Linked DNA regions of Mus musculus: region 1 is linked to region 2. The links are chromatin contacts, called in public HiChIP or PLAC-seq maps. All regions are on one chromosome and are shown on one strand. The core of a region is the stretch at or near the end of the contact, and the rest is flanking DNA. Distances in the headings are between cores, read along the strand shown. Region 1 overlaps Pwwp2a (PWWP domain containing 2A). Region 2 holds the start of Slu7 (SLU7 splicing factor homolog (S. cerevisiae)).

Region 1 (6,494 bases), core at 363-2,862, 270 kb before region 2:
CATTTTCTTCGTTCCTGTACCTTTGTGGTTTTAACCGCACTCGGGGTGGGAGAGAACCTGAGCTGGGACTCTGATACCGACGTGTGAAGTGGACTTTCGCATGGGCGGTTTTGGAAGTGGAGGTTTCACTTTGCTTCTTCTGTGCCTTTTCTTTGGCAATTTTCAATACTTCCCGAGCTTTTGCGTGATCCATGTTCTTGCTTTGGAGCACTTTCTTGGTATTTAACTGAGCTTTTGATGTATTTGCCTGAGCAGAAACCTTGACTACTCTGCCCCTGCTGTGAGCGATACTGGAAACCCTCACCACAGTGTTCCTTCTCTGGCTTTCGTTTTGGTTTTTCCCATCCACTTTATGGTCAGTTTTCAGTTTTTTGTTCACAGTAGCTACACTGTCATTTCTCCGTTTTTTATCTTCATACCTAGAAGAGTCACTGCTACCTTTCCTAATTTCCTTCTTTTCAGCAACAACACTGTTTTTACACTTATCACACAGGACTTGCCTGGGCCGTAGCTTAATCGCATTCATTATTGAAGTGGGTTCTTCCCTGTACATTTTTCGTTTGGGTCGCTTAATTTTCCGAGGCGGCGGCTGAGGTATTGATTGGTTATATGTGTCCCTGATAAACAAGGGGGGAGGGTAAGGTGCTCCTTCATGGAAGAGAGGAGGTGGCTTGGAAGCCCACAGGCGCTCAGGAGGAGGGACTGGAGAGAGGTCATCGGGAACAGCACCGTTCACTTCCTGCTTGACTTCTATCCCTTCTTGGAATGTGGTACTTTGGAGCTGCATGGCGTCCGGTTTGTCCTTATATTCCCTTTTGGGAAATACTGTCACAGGGATCCCATGGGGCCCAAACCTTTGAAGGAAATGGAAGAACAAAAGAAAGCTAGTGAGTTGATATCTGTAACTCAACTTCTTAAACGTAAACAACTTCATACGCATCTATACACGAATCTAAAATAAACTACTGCTGTCTCCAAAGTAACAAAATTCTCCACTTCTTTTGATTCTACATTTAGAGAGAAACTAGAAATAACCGAAATAAATGGTTACTCTAGGCAATACCAGAGTGGCTTTATTTAAAATGGATCTGTTATCAGACAGATTAATATGAGATGCCATGTGGTATTAAACTCACTGAACCATGCACATTTTCCAGTAAATGCACCCATATATTAGACGTCATCATTTTCCTCTGGTCATACATAATACCTCTCAAAAGCTTAATACCAGCCAGGGTGGTAGCACCTGTTGGTAATCTCTGCACTCAAGGCTAAGGCAGGAACACCTGAAGTTCCAGGTCAGTTTAAACAGCACAGAATCAGATGCTCAAAGTATTTCCAATGCTGACAAGGCAGAGCTGCGTGGTTTCAAAGTTTGTTTTGTATTACTTTGTATATACTGGTGTTTTGGCTCTATGAATATCATCTATATATACCATGAGTACAGTGCCTTCAGAAGCCAGAAAAGAATCCCCCACACTGGAGTTACAGATTATTATTATTATTGTGATCTGCTGTGTTGGTACTGGTGACTGAACCCAGGTCCAGAAGAGCAGTTTGTGCTCCTAACTGATGACTCATCCCTTCAGTGTCCCTGAGTTTCACTTTTTAAAACCACAAACTACATTCAGAAATTATTTCAGTTGGGCAGACTGGCGAGAATCTGCAGTGGCAGTACCCAGGAGGGTGTGACAAAGGATTGAGTTTAAAGCCAACTTGTACAACACAGCCAAGGTCTCTTGTCTCAAAGAGAGAAAGCAAAGGAAAGAATAAAAGACAAGCAGTATTTTCAAGTGTAATCCAATTTCAAACCAGTTGTATAGCCAGTATGCATGTATAAATAGATCCCAGTATGCATGTATAAATAGATCCCAGTATGCATGTATAAATAGATCCCAGCTTCAGTAGGAAGGAGAATGAGCAGAAAATAAGAACTGTTTCTCAGACAAACCTGGAAATGTAACTGGATCAATGTAACTTGGTTGAAATAAAGAAACTTTCAGTTAAATTTGCTGTTTTTATTGCATTTTCATAAAAACAAAACCATATTCCAAGTATCTCAGTGTATGTCAGGATGCAAATTTTAAAAAACACTGAGACAACAACATCTAGCACAAGACAATGTTAATGCCAGTTTTATAAGGCAAAGTTACAGAGAACCAATGATAGCAGCAGACTATCAGGTCATGAGGAACCCTGTAAATTAGAAGAAAATGTTTTCTATATGTCAGTTTTTGAAAATAACAAGTGTTTGGGTTTTTTGCTCATTTGTTTCTGTGTTTTATGTTCTTGTCCTCTTAAATGTTCTCCAGAAGGTTCAGAATAACTTTTTAAAAATAAATCTTTAGCCAGTTGTGGTGGCTCATGCCTTTAATCTTAGTAATCAGGAGGCAGAGACAGGAGGATCTTTGTGAGTTCAAGGCTAGCCTGATCTATGTATCAAGTTCTAGGACAGCCAAGACTATTGAGAAAGATTCTATATCAAAAACAAAAAAACACCAGGCGTGGTGGTGCACGCCTTTGATCTCAGAACTTGGGAGGCAGAGGCAGGCGGATTTCTGAGTTCGAGGCCAGCCTGGACTACAAAGTGAGTTCCAGGACAGCCAGGGCTATACAGAGAAACCCTGTCTCAAAAAAAAAAAAAAAAACCAAAACAAAACAAACAAAGAAACAAACAAAAAAAAACAACCAAACAAAAAGGATAGGATCCTCTCATTATCCTCGCTAAAAATTAATAAATCTTTAGGCTGGAGAATTTAAGGCATAATAATCTGAATGATTTTGCTTACTTTTTGAAATTATGTTCACTACGTATTCTAAGCTAGCTTAGAAACTGCTATGTAGTATAGTACCAGGCTGGCCTCAAACTCAAATCCTCCTGCCTCTGCCTCACAAATCCTGGGATGACAGGCATGCCCCACCACGCCCAGTGATCTACAGTGAAGTTCTCAGAGCTCTTACCAAGTGTAAATTTTAGTTTTGCTGTATAAAATAAAAGGTTAGCTCCTAGCTCATGGATTCAGGTAATCCTCAACACAATCATCAACAAATATTAGGCACACATTTTCCTTCATTGAAATAGTTTTAACTTTACTTACATCTAGATTGAATTTTTAAAATGTTTATGTTTGTTTTCACTGGAGGGTGGAGGCAATGCACATCGCATGTTGGTGTCTGGGTAGGACGGGTGTCAGATACCCTGGAGCTGGAGCAGTGGAAGTTTTAAGCAACCTAACGTGGGCTTTAAGGAACCAAACTCGGGTCCTCTGGAACAGCAATAAGTACTTTTTTTTTTTTTTCGAGACAGGGTTTCTCTGTGTAGCCCTGGCTGTCCTGGAACTCACTTTCTAGACCAGGCTGGCCTCAAACTCAGAAATCCACCTGCCTCTGCCTTCCGAGTGCTGGGATTAAAGGCGTGAACCACCACGCCCGGCTAGCAGTAAGTACTCTTAAATCACTAAAACATCTCCCTGACCCCAAAAATATTTAAATAATTACAAAATCACCCCCAAGGAACCAGAAAAATAAATCACTTTAACAAAAGCAGGATCACACATTCTCACGCATTTCAATCATCATGTTGCCGCCTAACATGGACAGTGAGACACTAGCTATGAAACTAGTTTCAACGGTTACACTATGATTAAATCAAAACCCATGTATAAAAGCCAGTCAGAGTAATACTCATAACTGCAGTCTGTTTCCTGTACGTATAGATTACCAGATATGAGTATTTCTTCTTGGGAGGGGAAGCAGGATGATTAGGAATTCAAGGTCAGTCTCAAGATACCGGAGACCCACTTCCCTGCACATATAACATATAATATAAACATATTTTTAACTAAACCTAAGTTTGAAAGCCATTAACCTAAGATACCAAAAGGTTAGCTAGCAAGCAGCACTAAGCTAGGCAGTGGCATACACTTTTAGTCCCAGCAGGATCAAGGCTGAGGCCGGCCTGGAACACACAGTGAGATCCTGTGTTGATAAGCAAAGGATCGGTCGGGTATCTGAACTTTCCGTAAGCACGGTTGCTTAGGTTTTTCTAAAGCAGACATTTATCCTACATCAATGCCCAACAAGGAGCAACCTCAGCAGAGGGAAAGGAGCAAGGGTGCAAATGAAAGGTGGAATGGAATCTCTTGCATGAGCTTCTTCTCCATGTGTGGCACAGCACTTAGACATTGGTGACCAATTCTAACCCATCCCATCTTTAGTCCCTAATTACCACAGAAAGATTCTGAGGAGCACAGCTGAGTGGCTGAGTGTGTGCTAGGCCCAAGGGATTCAGTATTCTCTTCTACTCAAACAAACAAAAATTTCTGCCAGACATGATGGTATATGGTGGGCTGAGATAGAAGAATCTAGATTCCAAGACCTCTTAGGCTATATTGCAAGTTTCTATCCACTCTACCACTACCACCACCACCACACACAAACCTACACACACACACACACACACACTCACACACACACGTTATGGCTTGCTGCTTGCCTGGGCATGCCTAGCATAGATCCCCAGCACCACACAAAATAATTAATAAAAATAAAAATAATTTGTAAGGGAAAAGTAGATAAAGATCCAAGATATCTCTGTACTGACTTTGCACTTCCTGTGGCTACAATTATTTTCAAATTGTTTTCAAAACTGACTCTTTTGAACAAGTAGCAGGTACCAAAGTTAAAGGAGGAAATGAAGATTGGTGTTTAACACCTTTTTTGGTCAGGACTAGAGACATCAGTGAAGAAGCACAGTCTAGGAGTTTGGGATGTAGCTCAGTTGTTAAAGGGCTTCTGTGGCATGATCAAAGCCCTGGGGTCAAGTCCCAGCAATGCAAATGCTGGGCATGGCGAAATGTACCTGGCTTACATTAGTAAGCCTAGCATCCTTGGCAAGTGAAGGCAGGAGGGTCCAAAGTTCATAACAAACAAATACCTATCACTTCTGGGAGTAATGACGGTGTCAAAGCTCTATGAGCTGTGAATGGCAGCGCAGCAATTACCCCAGACTAGGTCAAGCAGAAGCAGGAAGATCTGTGGTCTGAGTGGGCTACATAGTAAGACCCTGTTCCAAAATCCAAAAACAGGAAATGGTTTATTTCATTCTAAGTTTTGGATCCCATTTAAGATTACTCATGACTCTGCTCACACTTTCTAGTACTGCTAATCAATCCTTTACTTACAGTCTTATTCCTCCCTGGAATAAGCTCAGAAACACCAAAATTACTTTTCCGGAAAATACTTGAAACCTAACTGGAATGTTTACCAACAACTATCTATTTTAAGACAGGTATATTTCTGGATTTACTTTTGTAATTTTGAGTTAAGGCTGAGTATTGTGCCCCAGATTTACCTGGAACTCACCATGTAGCACAAGCTGGCTTTTAACACATGGGACTTCTCAGTGTTGAATTACAGGCATATGTCACAACTGGTTCCTCTTGTATTTCTAATGCTTACCTCTGATTCCAAGAGTTCAGTTTATTCCTTTTAATGATGGCAGTGTTGATTTGTATGAACTTACCAGCACCCTCAATCAACTCATTTCTGACCTCAACTTAATTATTTTCCCTCTGCTTAGAGCACTTCAGCAGAGTACAACGAATTCTCCTTTGCTCCCCTCCAATTCTTTTTGCCAAGAAGTAAATGTAGGAAGGGATTCTTTTAAAAGTTATTCACAAAAATACAAAAATGCAAAGGTATTATAATCTATAGGCAAGCAAAGGAGTTGGAAGAAGCTAATCGCAGAGAAAAGTTAAAGAGAGTTGAAAAAGTCCAAGTACTCTGGATGTAGCAAACTACCCTTTCAGCAAAGAGCTCAATGGAAGGCAAAAATGAAGTCCCTCCTACAACAGGAAAAAAAAAGTCTAACCATTTAGAAAATAATATCCAGATTTATTTTATTTCAAGCAGATGTGTTCAGATCCTACCTCTTCAGTAAACTAAAACTGCAGAACCATGAAGACCTGAGGTCACTCTCTAGCTCCACAGCAAACTCTGGGTGTGATGGTATGTGTATAATCCAAACTCAGGAGGAAACAGCTACATCCCTGGAGCTAGTCGACCTGCTAGCCTAGCCTAATCAGCGGGTCTTGGGTCCAGTGAAACCCTGTCCCAAAAGACAAGGAAAAAAGAAAAAAATAATAAAGACAAGGTCAACAGCTCCCGAGAGTAACATCTGAGGGTGACCTCTGGCCCCAACAAATATGCTCCTTCACACACACACACACACACACACACATAAAGCAGTCTTAAAAATCAGTGACAGACTAGGTTATAAAGACAGGAAACTGTGAAGCAAGCTTGTTTTGCTTCAAAGTTCTTTGTTAAATTTTGGTTAGGTCAATATTTAATCAGGACAAGTGAAACTAATTCATTAGTACCTAAATGCAATAGAAAATTTTACCAACAAAATTATATTCATTCCCTTTAAAACAGAATTACCAGTTAGATATAGAAGCGCATGCCTGAATCCTAGGACTTAGGAAGCTACA
Region 2 (6,791 bases), core at 1,127-3,626:
ATATACAACCTAATCCTAGCACCTGGAGAGCAGAGGGATGTGGATATTCTGGAGTTGGAGGCTAGTCTGGAACTAGGTTGGTCTACATATTGAATCCACAGCTAGCCATGGCTATATAGTGAGACCTTGTCTCAAAATGAAAAAAAGTCTTTACGTATTCTTAGCGCCAATTCTCTCAACACTCCAATTTGTAAGCAGAGAAAGCCATGTATATAAAATTTTAAGGAGCTGGAGAGACGGCTCAGTGGTTAAGAACACTGGCTATTCTTCCAAAGGTCCTGAGTTCAAATCCCAGCATTACAACCATGTGTAATGAGATCTGATGCCCTCTTTTGGTGTGTCTGAAGACAGCTACAGTGTACTTACAAATAACAATAAATAAATCTTTAAAAAAAATTCAAAGACTTTCATACAGATGTTCCTAAATTAGCCCTCCTGCATGTCTCAAACTTATCTTCCATAGGAAAACAAACAAACAAACAAACAAAAAAACCCCAAAAACCTAAAAAAACCAGAGCACATCACTGTTCCCCTTGAAGGCCCAATGCCTTAACAATTACCAAAGTTCAGGGCTGGGGATGAAGCCTCAGTTGATAGAGCGTTTGCCTAGCAGAAGTTTGATTGCCAGTGCAACAAAAACTAGGCCTGGTGGTGCATACTTGATATCCAGCAATCTCGATGTGAATATAGGATCAGAAGACCAAGGTCACCCTTGGATATATAGAGAGTTCAAGACATGAGACCTTGTTAGAAAAAAATAGAGATGGGTCTGTCTACATTCAGGGATGCCTAGCATATCTAGTTCTCTCTGTCTCTGCCTCTCTCTCTCTCTCACACACACACACAAACACACACCACAAAATCACCCATATTCATAGTGTGCCTATTTTTATACCTCTGCTTTGCACTCCTCTGCTCTGGTCACTGACTTCATTTCCATTCCCGACCATTCCATGCCTTCTTTTGTCAGAGATTCTCATTCTTTGGCTTCTATAACATGTTACTGGTTTTCCGTGAACACCTCTCCTGTTCTCGACTTCTCTGCAGGCTCATCTATTTGCACACGTTTATTTAGAGGCTGATTCCTTACAGAGCAGCAAGAGCCTCACTCACCACTCTAAACAATACCAGTTGCCAAGATTCAGGAGGAACAGTATCCCACTACTGGGGTTCCATACTATCTCTCTGCCCTAGACTTTTCATTTGATCTTCAAATCTACACAACCAACTGTGTACATGACATCCACACCCAGAACACTAAGTATTTATCCACAGCATTCCTTAAACTCCATGACTTTCCTGTGAAATTGTGTCTGCCTCCATCTCCCGAGTTCTGGCTTTATAGGCATATGCCACCATAGAGGTCTGTGTATGGGGCAGGTGAGACGGTTCACCTACTGCTCCTGTAGACAACCCTAACTCAGTTCTCAGCATCTATGTCAGGTGGCTCACAACTGTCCCTAACTCCAGCTACAGGGATTCCAAGAAGACTACACACGTTCTTACAAGGGCAAACCCACCTACCTACTTATACACATAATTAAAATAAAATAGACTTAAAAATAAAAACAGAAGTGTTAGAAATCCGTGGTAGTATATACTAGAAGCACAGATTTAATCATCTTCATTTTAACAGTTACCATTTCTTTAATTTACCATGCAGACCGTCACCAAATCTTTACAACCACCCTATTTTATGGTGAGGAAACAAGTTTGGGGCGGGGGGGGGGGGGTTAACACCTTCAGATAACAAGACATTAGTGAGAGACGACAGATCGCAAACCCAAGCCTGACTTTAGTTGGTCTTTCAACCCCTGTTACAAACCACAGACACTGGAGTGCAGGCCTGTCACATTCAAGATTAAGAGGGACTGAAGTGTTTTGTCATTAGGTTCCACTGCTCTGCAGAGGGTCCGGCTCTCTCCGAGTTAGAACTTTAACAGCTCCCACTCACTGATGCAATACGGACATTCTAATTTGACCCTCACAAAATAAGATCATCTCCACCTAACGGAAAAAACTGAACCTCAAAGGAACTCTTTTGGGGACAGAGGGCTCAGCTTCGGTACGGGCTGCTCAGGATGTCCGGCTTACAGTGACCAGGGCTTTTCCTTGAGGAGTCAGCCTCGGTCCGGCTGAACGCGAGGGCGGCGCCTGCGTCCTGGGCCACAGTCTCCACCCGGGTCCGCCGTTCCACGACGGCTCATCACCGCGAGGACTCACTGCAGGGGATACCCGCTCCCCGAGGTCCCCAGTTCGTCTGCTCAATCTCAGAACCCCAACTTACCCAGTCGCGCCGCAGACCACTCAAAACCATCCGCCAGAAACGAAGCGACTCGGCAATGTTTACTTCCGGGTTCCCTGCCTTCTTCCGGCTGCGCAGAGATAACTTCCGGGAGATCGGCACATGCGCATTTGCAAGCGCTTGGCTCTTTTTTTTTTTTTTTTTTTTTTTTTTTTTTTTTTTTGACCCAGAAAGGCGAAGTGATGGCAGTGCAGCTTTCTTTCTGGAACAGCACAGAATCTTTTTTTTTTTTTTTTTTTTTTTTTTTTTTAAAGATTTATTTATGTATATGGATAATCTATAGCTGTACAGATGGTTGTGAGCCTTCATGTGGTTGTCGGGAATTGAATTTTTTTAGGACCCCTGCTCGCTCCGGTCAACCCCGCTCGCCCAGTCAGTCTCTGCTTGCTCCCACCCAAAGATATATAAGTACACTGTAGCTCTCTTCAGACACACCAGAAGAGGGCATCAGATTCCACTACAGATGGTTGTGAGCCACCATGTGGTTGCTGGGTTTTGAACTCAGGACCTTCAGAAGAACAGTCAGTGAGTGCTCTTACCTGTTGAGCCATCTTGCCAGCCTACAGCACAGAATCTTAGCAAAAATGATTATTGAAAATGCTGCAAAGGTCGGCGTAATGGCACACACCTTTAATCCTAGCAGAGATAGGCATATCTTTGAGGTCCTGGCCAGTGACATAGGAAGACCCTTTTTCAAACAAACAAACAAACAAACATCCCCATAAAAAACAAACTCCTGGAAAATAGGCGACTTTGGTGAATTTATTTTTCTTAAAAAAAAAAAAAAAAAAAGCCTTATGCCAGGCAGTGGTGTCACATGCCTTTAATCCTAGCACTTGGGAGGCAGAGGCAGGCAGATTTCTGAGTTCGAGGCCAGCCTGGTCTACAGAGTGAGTTCCAGGACAGCCAGGGCTACACAGAGAAACCCTGTCTCAGGAAAAAAAAAAAAAAAGCCTTATGTTTTTTGTGTGTGAGTTTGCACATCATTGGCGTTAGATCATCTGTGACTGGAAATGCAGATATATGTCTGTGAACCAGAATGAGTACCAAACCGGGGGCTTCTGCAAGAATGACCTGTATTGACTACTGAGCCATTGCTTGGCCATTTTTCTTTATGCTGTCTTGTGGTTATTTATACTTCCCCTACGTGAAGTGCTCTTCAGATATACAGGACTATAGCTAACGTCCCCACCACCTCAGTCAAACAGCCCAAAGTAGTAGACTTTTTAAAAAAGGAACTTGAAGTGGGTTAAGAATGTAAAAATAATTTTGATTTTTCAAGGCAGCTAAAGGCAGAGCAGAGTCCTGCGGACTCAGAGCGCAAGGCTTGAGAGAGGGACCAAGAAGGCAGGGATTATCTTTGGATGAACGCTTTCTGTAAAGCTAAATTAGGAGAGACTTGTATTAGCTGAGGACTCTATTATAAGTTTACCAACCAGGTACATTATTTCCCAGTAACAAGTGGGGATCACAAAGCTGGCCTGGGAACACCATCACTCAGAAAAACATGTCCTTTTAAAGACAGGATGGTGATATTATTTACACTTGCAGTGGACTGGGGAAAAGCAATGTTTCCTGTTGGTGAGAGGGGAAGAAAACCTCTCAAGGAATTAGACAATGTTCACGTGGAAGCTGTGGGAATGTATATAGATTTATTTTTGAAAGCAAGACTTTTGTGTGCTGGTGGTTTAATTCAGAAGTAGATGCAAAGAGAAAATAACAGGTTGAGGGGATAAAAGGAACAGGGAATAGAAGGGACAGTAAAAGTGTAAGTGCTGTGTGTGTGCTTGTGTCCATGCGTGCGGGGCCCCGTGTGTTGTTTTTATTCTTCAACTCCCAGAGTTAGGCTCTTTCTTTTGATGATTAGCATAACACTCAGTAAATATTTGTTGAATGAATTTAAAGGAAGCTTGAGTTACATATTTACTAGGAACATCCCTTTGCGCACAAACAGATTTAAGGAAGTGTAGGAAGACAGACCCCAGTCTGATGTGATGTCTGTGTAGGGAATAGCTCTCACCCCAACTGTAAAGGAGTTACACACATCAAACTGCTCTTGCATCTACCCAGATTACTGCTCTTCCTAATTTTTGATTCTACTCTACTGCGAGTGTTTAAACCCAGTATTGGCTGTTTCCCCATCTCACTTTATAGGTTTCTCCCAACCCCCTTTTTAGTTGAAAGTAGACAATTGCGTGCTCATTTCCCTCGGCTGCAGACTGATGTCTGTAAAGCCATTCCTCAAATGTTTTCTCTCCCTTTAAATTTAGATTTGATTCCTTTATTCTCTGGATGAACAGTCATCTAGTTGACATTAGGAAAACAGTCTTGCTACTTTCTTCTTTTGAGTTTCTAAATATCTCCCCCACCCTGGTTAGGGCCTTCCTTATGTTGGGCAAACACGACCATGCAGCCATATACTCAGCCCTCAGAAGACTGCTTAAGAATATCATGCCCAAAAAGTCTCTCTGGAAAAACATGTGTTTTGACATAAGTCTGATCATAATTCCTTTCTTAGAGGTAGAGATCATGTCCCCTGTCCTCTCCTCCTCTCTCCGCTCTCTCAGGCTGGCCTTGAAGTCTACGTGGCACAGAAGGACTTTGAACTTCTGATCCTCCTGTCTGCCATCTTACTGGATTTATGCTTCTTCAGCATGCTAGCTAAGTGCTCTATCAACTGGGCTTTAGCCTTGATTATAAATGTAAAAAGCAGTCATGCATTTTATAGTGTTACCTATTTCTTTCTATGTATATGTATATGTACATATATATGAAACTTTTCAAAATAAGTATACATTTCTTAAATTTTATCAGCACCAAAATGTTTGCCTATGCCACTTAACAAAACCAAGATTTATATCCGCTACTTCTCTTTGAACATTTCCTTCTTTTTCTTTTGGAGATAAGATCTCACCATGTGGTCTTGTATAGCTACATGAACTCAATATGTAAACCTGTCTGGCCTCAAACTCACAGACATCCTTTTGACTCAGTGTCCCAAGTTGTTGAGATTAAAGGTGTGTGTCACTATGTCTGGCTTCTTCATTTTGAAGAACCTCTTTGGATAGAATTATGCAAAGATCCCGAAGCTAAGCAGAATCTGTTGGTGCTGAGGAAACAAAGGTGCCCCTTTGTGTCTAGAATAAGAGGAAGAATCACAGAGAATGAGATGCAGGATTTGACTAGCAATATAAAGTTTTGCTATTTTATTGCTAATAGGAAGCTTTCTTGCCTTCCAGTCTGGGCCGGTGTCCTGAGAAGCCCTTGGGGGAGAACTCCTCATCTAGTTCCACAACACCCAGAGGAAGTTCCACTCCCAGGCACTCTAACATGTCCAGGATCACAGGATTCCAGGAGCTTGGTTACACCAGGATCTCAGGGTCCCAGAGGCAGCTTAACTCCCTGGAGCTGTGACACACCCAGGATCTCGGGATCCCAGGATCCCAGAATCACAGGATCATAGAGACAGCTAAACTTTGAGGAGTTCTGACACAACCAGGATCACAGGAATGACAGGCTTCAGTCAGATATGTCGAGGGCAGGTAGCACTAGAGATAATCAGATGATGGGAGGTAAGCATAAGAACATAGGCAACAGAAACCAAGGTTACTTGGCAACATCAGAATCCAATTCTCCCACCATAGAATGTTGTGGATACACCATCACACCAGAAAAGCAAGGTTCGGATCTAAAATCACTTCTCATGATGATGATAGAGGACTTTAAGAAGGACATAAATAACTCCGTTAAAGAAGTACAGGAGAACACAGGTAAACAGGTAGAAGCCCTTAAAGAGGAAACACAAAAATCCTTAAAGAATTACAGGAAAACACAATCAAACAGGCAAAGGAAATGAACAAAACCATCCAAGATCTAAAAATGGAAATAGAAACAATAAAGAAATCACAAAGGGAGACAACCCTGAAGTTAGAAAATCTAGGAAAGAGATCAGGAGTCATAGATGAAGCATCACCAACAGAATACAAGAGAGAGAAGAGAGAATCTCAGGTGCAGAAGATACCATAGAAAACGTTGACACAACAGTCAAAGAAAACGCAAAAAGCTAAAGGCTTCTAACCCAAAACATCCAAGAAATCCAGGACACAATGAGAAGACTAAATCTAAGGATAATAGGTATAGAAGAGAGTGAAGATTCCCAACTTAAAGGGCCAGTAAATATCTTCAACAAAATTATAGAAGAAAACTTCCCTAACCCAAAGAAAGAGATGCCCATGAAAATACAAGAAGCCTACAGAAGTCCAAATAGTCTATTTGGACCAGAAAAGAAATTCCTCCCATCACATAATAATCAACATCAAATGCACTAAACAAAGAAAGAATATTAAAAGCAGTAAGGGAAAAAGGTCAAGTAACATATAAAGGCAAGCCTATCAGAATTACACCAGACTTCTCACCAGAGACTATGAAAGCCAGAGGATTCTGGGCAGATGTTATACAGACCATAAGAGAACACAAATGCCAGCCC

Evidence for each region. HiChIP or PLAC-seq counts read pairs in DNA pulled down with a chosen protein or histone mark.
Region 1: an H3K4me3 HiChIP or PLAC-seq map of bone marrow-derived macrophages shows a contact between it and region 2, with 4 times the contacts expected there. The contact joins the enhancer-like site here to the promoter of Slu7 in region 2. A contact is called at or near these places in 1 of 39 promoter capture datasets (embryonic stem cells), 3 of 484 Hi-C or Micro-C datasets (embryonic stem cells, nephron progenitors and stem cell-derived neural stem cells), 8 of 115 datasets of contacts at active chromatin or transcription factors (the 230-238 cell line, bone marrow-derived macrophages, embryonic stem cells and 3 more) and 4 of 9 other capture datasets (adipose tissue, embryonic stem cells, liver and 1 more).

The regions. Positions count from the first base shown.
Region 1 is chr11:43,698,894-43,705,387 of GRCm38.p6, reverse strand. Pwwp2a (PWWP domain containing 2A) reads right to left here. Exons shown (of 2, transcript NM_027557.1): 2 at 1-854. Among named protein-coding and RNA genes, the nearest start is that of Gm34963, 20 kb to the right of the region's middle. Within about 2 kb of position 1,612, at least 31 of the 459 cell types and tissues checked have an H3K27ac peak or open chromatin away from gene starts, as enhancers often do. A contact at or near this core is called in bone marrow-derived macrophages, where this site is marked.
Region 2 is chr11:43,429,316-43,436,106 of GRCm38.p6, reverse strand. It overlaps Slu7 (SLU7 splicing factor homolog (S. cerevisiae)), which reads right to left and starts at 2,376. Exons shown (of 16, transcript NM_198936.1): 1 at 2,288-2,376.